Linked DNA regions of Dromaius novaehollandiae: region 2 is linked to region 1. Evidence: chromatin contacts called from public Hi-C data. All regions are on one chromosome and are shown on one strand. The core of a region is the stretch at or near the end of the contact, and the rest is flanking DNA. Distances in the headings are between cores, read along the strand shown.

The links. Hi-C and Micro-C count contacts between places; a contact is called where the count stands out from the background.
Region 2: a Hi-C map of brain shows a contact between it and region 1, with 5 times the contacts expected there. The contact joins two enhancer-like sites. A contact is called at or near these places in 2 of 4 Hi-C or Micro-C datasets (brain and ovary).

The regions. Positions count from the first base shown.
Region 1 is chr3:35,344,106-35,349,018 of bDroNov1.hap1, forward strand. The region is part of intron 5 of FILIP1 (filamin A interacting protein 1); the gene reads right to left. Among named protein-coding and RNA genes, the nearest start is that of TMEM30A, 52 kb to the left of the region's middle. Within about 2 kb of position 2,041, at least 2 of the 2 cell types and tissues checked have open chromatin away from gene starts, as enhancers often do.
Region 2 is chr3:35,433,452-35,438,523 of bDroNov1.hap1, forward strand. No RefSeq gene overlaps it. Among named protein-coding and RNA genes, the nearest start is that of SENP6, 13 kb to the right of the region's middle. Within about 2 kb of position 2,605, at least 2 of the 2 cell types and tissues checked have open chromatin away from gene starts, as enhancers often do.

The DNA of each region.
Region 1 (4,913 bases), core at 791-3,290:
AATAATTTTGGAAGACTAGCTGAAACAACACATGATGCCATTTTATATAATCCCAGAAGTGACTGAAAGGCTGGACAGTTTTGAAGACTATCCAAGCGTGAAGAGATGGATTTGGATTAGTCCCAGCTCATGGCTAGCATCACATTGTGTAAGATTTACAGTACTTTCATAATGTTTCTCCACAGTTAGATGTGGCTGTTTGTTCTCTCATTTTTAAATTACCTCTGGAGCAGTTTTGTTGGAACTTGGGACCAGAATCATTAGCTAAAACATAAACTTGGAGCAAGTTACAGGGAACAGTCACTGCCTTGCAGTCAGCTAGAACTGTAAAACAGGACCTGTAAAATGGATGACCTGCAGATTTACTGAACTGTTCAGAAATGGTATTTGTCATTGCCAGGTTTTTTCATTTATTTCTTTTAATAGACTACCACAGAATTTGTGATCTGTGATCCTAAGAATACATTACATTGACAAAGAAAAAAACAGTGTTTCCAAGCTGTATAGATAGCATGTCAGCCTAAAAGAAAAGAATAAAAACTGTTTAATTTTTATAATCTGTTGCTCTTGTCTTCTACGTTGAAAGATTAAAAGTTCAGAAATGCCAATACTGAAAAGTAGACAGAGAATGACTCAGTGCTTTCTTATGGCTGGTAATGTGTGGTAGGATGAGTAACTACTGCAGGCAACAGTGAATTCCCACAGTCCCACTGGGCTGGCTTTTCCTTTTTTTGGGTCACAGTTTGGAAACCAGGACAGAGAAATGAACAGCAAATGAAAAGACCTAAAGGTACAAATATGGCTGAGAAGTCTTGGAGCAAAAAAACAGGGAAAATGTTTTTGTAAAGTAACTTAGTGTCCAGACTTTAAGGGAATCACAGCAAATTATATAATCACAGGACAAAGTCTGTGCTATATGTTTGCACTGTACACTTCACCCCAATATCTCTCATATTCTCACCACAGAATTTGTCTTTAAACTGGTAAATCACAGATTTATTGGCCCTGAGTGCTTCGCAGTTGTGGCTAGATTATTCTCTAAACAAGTTATTGACTGATGGCTACTGTGCCTTTTTCTCCTTCTGCGAGCTTTTATTTTACAGTCTCAATAAAAATCAAGAGAAAATGCAGACTGGAAAGGTAACGCACACAAAATCTCTAACCTATATCATACTCCAGCCTCTACATTTGCTTGAGAACATTAAAAAAAGGGAAACAAATGCAAGCACTTCCCAAAGAAAGGCTTGGTGCTGCCGTCTCGTGGGAAAAGGGAGAAGGGAAGCTTTGCTAATAAAAGCAGAAATGGAAAAAAAAAAGAAGTTTTTAAAACCTGCTAACATCAACACTCTCATTTTTTGTTTCAAGACAGCTATCTGCTTTATTGCTTGCAGATCGGTTTCCTTTGCAGGTGATGCGGGCCCAAAATTACATCACCAGAAGAGCAGCCAAGAGCATCTCGGTGCCAGGATGACTAAAGCTGGGAGGAATGTGTTATCACAGACCACTGAGGACCTCGCCAGTGCATTCCTTGCTGGGGGTGCCGTGCCGGGGGAGGCGCCGGGGAGACAATTTTACACCAAGTCTGAAAGTAAACTTTGTGGAGAAAAGCTCTGGGGTCACAGTCCTGCAGTCTCCTCTAAGCAGATCTAATTATGGCCGTATACTTCAAAAAGAGGGCTTAACTAAAACCAGATTTCACAGGGCACTGCTTAGAAAGTGCAGAATGAATCCCCAACTCTGCCTTTGAGGAAAATGCGAAATGCTTCAGTGCACTGGGAACACTGTTGCTTTGGTTGCAAAGAATAATTTGAAGCTACAGCAAGAAAAGCGAGAACCAATTTAAAATCTTCATCACTTCATTGAAGTCTTACATAAAAACATGACTGTACATAATACAGATGTATTCATACAGACGATACTTACATTAGATAGCGGGTGTGTATTTACTGACATATTGTGCAGTGTGGTAAAACACTCTCAGCAGTCTCAAGGATCATGCTGGAAATGATCAAATTACACACAAAGCAGTGGCACAGCTCACCCTTAACAAGCTCCAATAAAGCCTTTCTGCCACATCGCATCATGTAGTCCACAAACAATGTCTCAGGCATATGAAGGAGGCTCCCTCCTCCTCCCATTTTAGCAGGCTTTCAGGCTATTTCTGCTGTTCTCCTGCAGGACTAGGCTCAGTGGTCCTCACCACAAGCCTGTTTCTGAACCATTAAAATCAATGGGAGCTTTCCAGTGCTTTTAAATAGAAGCAAAATATGCTGTCAACAAAATGGATGTAAAGAAGAGTATAAGACAAATTGTTCAGAGATTAGCATCTCTAAAAATTTCACAATTTGAAACCTCGTCTCTGAGGTCCACCAAGAGCTCAAAGAAGAACTGAGGTTACACAGAGCTCCTCCCCCATTACACTGGGAGAAAGGGGCTCTGCTGATCAAATAAAACATTTACAGTTGCTTCTAAAGATTTCTTTTTTTGTCCCTACAGTTTCCTGAAGAAGACTGAAGGCTGGGACTAGGCAGAATAGAGAATAACTGAGTACCACTTTATGCTAATCCTGCTTTACAGAGGATTGGGGGGGGGGGCAGGGTATAAAAGGGCCAATAACTGATTTAGCTACAGCCAAACTGGTGACAAAGCTAATGCTGCGAGCTCCTGAAAGTGTGACTAGAAAACAGGAGGATGCCTGTGCTGAGAGAACTAACTCAATCATTGCAGCTGCAGTATCACCTTTAGATGCCCACTTCTAGCCAAGCTGTCATTGCCGCTCCACACAGACCCCCTTATTCTCCATGTGCCAGCCACAGACTCCTTATCCCACCATTCACCACCGAAGGTCTCCAAGGGGAGCCTGGAGCTTCCAGCTCTTCTCCTTATTCCGGAGCCTCATCAAGGAGTTGCAGGGAGACATCTGCTTTTACATTCCCAGGGTGGGGGGCAGACAGGTGCCAAAGGTGGCACATTGCATTTGTCATCTACTGGGCTTTTCTGCTACTGTGCAAAAGACCATAGATCAAAAAAGGGGTTGGCCGTGCCGTTTTGTGGATGTAGGAAAGAGGCTGGCCCAAACTCCCTTCCGCGTGCAGAGCGCATCCTGCATAGAGCTTGCGAGCTTATCGCTTCCCCGTACGGCACAGCGGACTGGCCACAGGGAGGTGCAGGCAAGTCATTTTTCCCTCACCAGTCTGGAGGAACGTAGCAGGCTGCTAGACTGCCTTCCCGAAGCCGTGTGTGCAAACAGCCTTGATTAAAGTCAGCATGGCCAATTAGAGTCGTGGAAGAAGATAAGGAAAATAAAAAAAGACAGCTGGTTAATGTTAACAAGAGAGGATGAGCAGTGGAGGATAGAGAAGGACAGCACTGAAAGAGACCGTGATGGCACAGAAATAGTGGCTGAGGTGGGTAAATGTGGAAAAGGGGAATACTGGCCCAACGGTAAGAAATAGAAGATACTATCCCTACCTTTCAAAATGTTCTCAGCTTTATCATAGCATACTATAGGAAAATGTGCAAAACACTTAGGCCACTATGTCTATAGAAGCACCTTCTACTAAAACAACCAGATTTCTTTCAACTCCCTCTGGCAAAGGGCTGTCATTACCATCTTATATAGCTTTTCTGTAACATCCGGATTTTTTCTGCAACTGACTTGCACAAATCTGGGAGAGCCAACATCAACAGTCAAGCCCTTTGGTGACTGCTGCTCGCTCTGTTTACCCCTCCTAGCTGCCTACACTTTGTATACTCCTGTGTTGCACTTTCTCTTTTCTATATTTTTCATGTCTAATTATTCTTGAAAAGTCATGCATTTCTGTTACTTCTTCCTCTCTGTGCAAACTTGGCCTAATAGTTAGCCCCTAACAGAGATTGTTAACTTTCATGTATGTTGTCGTGGATGGATTAGAGCTAATGTATTAAAGTATATGCAAAAAAAATCTAAAGTACATATGGTAGATGAGTACTAGAAAGAGGTTAGAACCAAGGGATATTCTCTGCTCTTAAAGACTTTCACATTTTATCTTGTTCAAACGGGACAGCAAAAGCAGATATGGCCTCTAAAAGTTGGTGCGGCCAATGCTGGTTATGAAAGATTTGTAAGATTCTGTGAGGACAGAAGTTGTTGCATAGTATGGCTTTCGTGGTACCAGGCTCCTGTGAAATGGGCCTCCCACAGGACCATTCCTCCTCCAGCTCACCCTGTCTCATTAACATTATAACTGTGAGTATAACAGAGGGACTGACGGGCAAAGTTCACCTTAGCGTCCCTCAGCATGTTCACCCTCAGCATGCCTTTTCTTTTTCACGGAGACTACGTGTCTGTCCAGCTCTTAGTAAAGTAAGCCTCAGGCTTCAAAGCACCACAGTAAAACAAATTATATATACAGTGCTACTTGTAAAATAGGAATGGTTAGGCAGAACACTAAGAAGTGCCTCTGGGCAGGCCGGCTCTCTGTCCCAGTGTGCAGATTAAGTGAGTGTGATTTTCTGTACATTTTAACCTATCACAATTGAATCTTTCTACTAAAAACTCTGTCTTGTGACAAAAATCTCTTGCTGATTGCCACTATGGAGCTTTCCTGTTTAGTTATCCCATCAGCTTCTCCCTCTCCTTGAATACAGCCTTCAGGTGATACTACTTCCAGTTTTAATACCTACAAAGGTATGGATGCAGCCTTAGCTTTCTGCGCATTCAGAAAACAAAAATGATGGGTTTAGATAATTTAATATTAAATGAATAAATAGTTTCCACCCCATCCTGATTTTGCTAGTCTGCTCCATAAGTGATCTGGGAGGAACACGCTGAACAGGGTGGGACATGCACTCTTGATTTTCCATGTTTAGCCACATGCCATGTTCTCTCTCTTCGGTCACTGCTAGGCTTGAAATGATTTTTCTCATTAGCG
Region 2 (5,072 bases), core at 1,355-3,854, 90 kb after region 1:
TTACGTTTCAGCAGAGAATGAAAAGCTTAGAATGATTGGAATTGACAGAAGAGGGAAAGAGGACACACAGGAAATGGGCACTATTCAAGTTAAATTGGTTTACATCCTCAGATTGAGTGCACTATTGAGTCATGTCATTGGCAAACAAACACAGAGGGATACAGTTTGAGCAAAGAATCTACTGTATGTAAAGTAAAAAGTAAAAGAATAAAGATTTGATTTTAAGAACGGGGTTTATTTGTGGAACTAAATTACTCCCTTTTTAATTTACTTTCATAAATAAATTTTATTTTTAAGAGGTACTGCACACAATTATCACATGAGTACCAGAAACTGTGAAAGAGTTAGAAGTTTTGGAAATAAGCTTTAATGAATCATATGTTTTCCATTTGCATTTATACATTATAAAAGTTATAAAAGTGACAATATCTAACCATTTGCAATGTGTTGACTGAACACTACATGAGTAGTGAGAGAAGTGGAGTGGAGAATCCATTGTACTATATTTTTAATTTTAATTCTTGAATTAAAAAGCTACAAAAAATATTTGGCAAGTCCAGTCTCACAGAGCAAGCATTCATTCTGTGATTGAAATATTTAAATAAAAACCTCATCATTCAATATCGACAAGAAAATCAAACCGTATGCAACAAGGCATTTCAAGATTTCTCAGATGATCAGTCCGAACATGTCTTCTTTTGTAGATGGCTACTGCTGACTATTAGAATAAACTGATAAACTTGAACAGTACTAATCTGCCCCCTTGTGACAGACTAAGAAAAAATGTTAGATCAATAAAATCCTGGAGTACTTATATTAAAAAAATTGATTGAGAATTCAGGAAGTGAAACTGAAATGAAAGTTGGCCTAAGCTTTTTGATGCTGTTGTGAGAAAGCAGCCTCACTAAATGCAGTCTGCTAAAAGTCCACTAAAAAGCACCTACTAAGTGCCAGCCATAGAAGAGCTCTGTCATCAATAGTGCTATACCTGCTGATGTCTTAAATTAACTTGGGCTATTTTCATCTTAACATTGCTGCTTCTTCTATCATGGAGTTCAATGATATGAAAGTGGAAAAACACTTTATAAGATTTGTAAAGTGTTCTGAAGAGTGAAATGTCAATGCATACTTTCTATAGTTAGTTTAGCCTATTTTTAAGGTTAAGACTCTCAAGATAGTTTTAGGTTGTTTTGTAAACAAAAAGATGTTAGTGGCACAATCTGGTCAAGCCTAGGTTCCTAAAACTGAAATATTTTCAGGTGCAATTTACTTGACTTTGAAAACATAGTTTCTAAAAGAATAATTTGACAAGGCAACAAAGTCATTTACAAGGGCACCTGTTCTTTCACTACTGCACGTACATAGTTTAGAAAACCAAGGCTGCCTATCTATGGCCATTTATAAGAGCTGTTCTTCAGCTCAGTAATTAGAAAGTGCCCTCAAAAACTTGAGAGTCCTTCTTCAGTTTCAGCTTTATAAGGGAATGAAAAATCAAAAAAATATAATCTTTTAATTTACATTGTAAATCACTTGCAGAAGGACAGTGGTCAACTTCACTCTGATGCATGGACAAGTAGTCTATAAATTGTTATGCTTGCTTAAAACATTGTAATTATCTTCATCAAATGCATAGGTCAGCACTATAAAGTGGTATTGCCATAACTACATCATTTCACAAGATGAAAAAGTTATGAAGAAATTTTCATTCTGGAGATGACAGAAGAGATAAACCCTAACTAAAACTGATTAAAGATGCTGCTTCCACAAGTAAAATGATGCCTGTGTGAGACAGAGGATAAGAATGCTGTGAGTTCCCTGTTCCCAGCACATAATGCAGCAGTTAAGAGAATATGTCATACAGCTGTTTTCACAGCAGGTGATAAAGCTAAGAAAAAGAGGGAAGAATATTATGGATACAATGATCACAGATTCAGATCACTATATGATACAGACTCTATGAGGTGAAGTTCTCACTTGAATTTCCCGGAGGGACTGACTCAGTATTCTTGTAATGGGCATCCCACTGGGGAATGTCAGCATTAGTACACCCTGCTGACTGTAGTACATCATATCTTTTGCTCAGTAAAGGCCATCCTTTAATCTCAGTGACTCTGATTGCAAGTTTAAAATAGCTGTTGTTGAGTTACTTGTTAACTCACACTGGTGTAACATCAAATTTTGGCTCTCACTATCTAGAAGACTGGACATTCTTTTCTTTAGAGTTGTTTACTCAAGTAGATCACATAGAAGAAAAAAATCTATAGATTTACCCATTCCAAGACATCATTAGGTATTTTCTATTTTATTTATATGCCATGATCTATGCCATCACACAATCATAATCCTAATCAGATGACAAGCAGACTGTGCAGCTGTAAAAAAGCAGATGAAAGGGTTATAAACTTTCTGCAGCTCTGTCTACTTGGTGTATTTTAGATAGGCCCCAGATCACCCTGCCAATCTTTTGAGCTGACCGAGACATGTGAGTGCAGTTAGCGTAGCACCATGCCAGAGCTAACAAGGCTCCTACACGGCACGGTAGCAAACTGGGCTGGGCGCTCAGCAAACACACTCTTGCGTGGCCAGTATATCAGAAGTTCGAGGTTGTATCAGATTTCAGCACAGGCACAGAAAGGCTGTGTCCACTCACAGCGCACCGCACAGGTTACTCTGATGGTAGCCCAGTCTCTAAAAACATAAGAGAATTTGCCTAGAAACATAAGTGAGGAAAGGACAAGGCATAGAGATATAAAATTATACAGCACTTCCCTGTTTAAGAATAGGGACGTTTGTGTGATTCAAATGCTCCTCTGGAAGACAGCAAGCCAGTTTAAATTTTCTGGTTAGTCTCTCAGGATAGGATTCATCTCACCAAACAGAGTCTCCTACACTAATCTACATCTGAGCTAGACAGACATCTAGATCCACTCTACAGTTCATGGAGAGAAAAAGGAGATTTGAGGGAGAAATTCACCTCATTCTGAAGTAGGCATGTAAAAATATCTCAGATGAATCATACCTTACAAGTGCTTATTTCCATTAAGTATAAGAGAAGCCCAGACCTCTAGCTCAGATGCCAACTTCAGTACTGCAGGCATCTAAAGCCAAGTAAGATGAACCCCACTGTACATGCTATGTTCCTACAGAGGAGGAGAACTGTATCTCTTAATGCCACTGGAGAATTTTAGGGCATTAAAAGTTGTGAAGAGCTCAGATACTGACTCCTGGCCTGGTACCTCTAATGGAATTTTATTTTTACAATACAAATTATTAAAGAACTCTGATCTCTCAGAGTACGTATTGTGATTAATTATATATATAATAATATGTTTTGTTCTTAACAATATCTGACTTCACCCACATGTTTAACAAACATCAGCCTGTTTTATACAGATTGTATTATACCCATATTACACATCTGTTTCCTAAAACACAAACTAAGGCAAAGCTGATTTTCCAACTTCATATTTAATTACCTAAATAAATTGCCCAGTTCTCTGAAACACATTGGTCCTCCTGATGGACCTGAACGCTTGACTTTCATCTCCTGGTCCTCTCTTATGTACCCTCAGCCTGAGTATCTTTCTTCTATCAGCTCCACCTTTTCCAGCACATCGACTCCTTGCTCCCAACCCAAAAGTTCCTGCACGGAAGGGTTTGTGCGGGCGCGGAGGCAGGCGGCGAGGCCGGCAGGCGCGGAGCCGGCAGCGGTTGGGGTGACCATTGGGCCGGGGGGGGAGGCGGGCGGCACCCCACCCTAGCAGCTCTCCTCGGCTGGCCGGCCGTGGGCTTTCCTGCAGGCACTGAGAGAGGGAGCGGGGCAGGAATCGCCTCCGGGAACCTCACCAAAGGTTTCTCTGGCGGGTGAACGTCGTTTCTGCTTCAGGAGCGTCATTTTTAGTTCTTCCCAAACGTCAAAGATTTTCCTTCCTCGCTGGACACATGGGCCTTTCCCTTGGCAACGCAGGAAAGATGTTTTGCTGCCCTGTTTCGAAATCTCCTTTCACCAGGCAGTTGCCACGAGCCCGTAAGTACCATATGTGAAGTTTTTTTTTAAAAAAAAGCCCAACCCCCTGAAACACTGATGAGGAAACAACGCTTTGGCTTGTGGATCCGTAGGGCTAGCGAGATCCTTGTCTGAGCCTACAGTTAGCTCAAGCGTTTTCTCCACGCGCAGGTCTGTGTCCATGTCTGGGTGCTGCTCTTAGTGAGTGAGAAGCTGCAGTTACTGCTGTCTTAGAAAAGGAAATAATAGACTGTTATCTGTGAACTTTATAATGTAAGTTAAGGGTACGTTGACCCAATTTAGAAAATATTTTGAACTGTTTCAGCGAGGAGGACAAATTGGTAATGAAGTCAAATATCCTTGTAGCAACTCTGTTTCCTTAAGCAAATTTGCAAGGCTCTGCCTTCGTGGATATAGGAGAACTCAGATACCTTAAGAGTTTTGCTGTTTTTAGCACCAAAAACTGTTTTAGCCTGTGCTGTGACATGTAATCCCACTCTCTGGACTTCCCCTGTGGTCACATACCGGTGCTCTTCAGACTATCAAGCTCTTTTTCCAGTATGTTTCCATGTACTGCTTCTGTATTTTCCTCCAAGCTATTTCCCCACTGTGCCTTCCTAAAAACCATACCTAGATGAGGGATCTTTAATCAGAGTATTGACATCCCTAAGATCTCTTGCATTTGCCTTTTGCTTGGGTGAAAATAAGCTTAACTTTTGCTCACTACTGTTTTAAATGAAGGTTTACAGTTAAATAAACTAGTTCCAACAAAGTTTAATCCAGCCTAGCACAGTATGATTACTGCCTTCTAATATCCTTGTGAGCCAGAAAGAGGATATTAGTTGAATAGTTCCTCGTTATTATTTCTTAGGGGAATTATTCAATATTTCAGACTGCTCCCCACTTTTATTTGGACACACTGTCTCATTGTTGTCCATATATTATTATGAGAAAGCAGATACTTCAGGGATTTGCCACTCATCTAATTGCTGAGTGTCAGATTTCTTCAGAGCTCAAGGTGGTTGAATGCCAGCAGTATCCTGCTCAGTGGCTAACAACTGTCAGA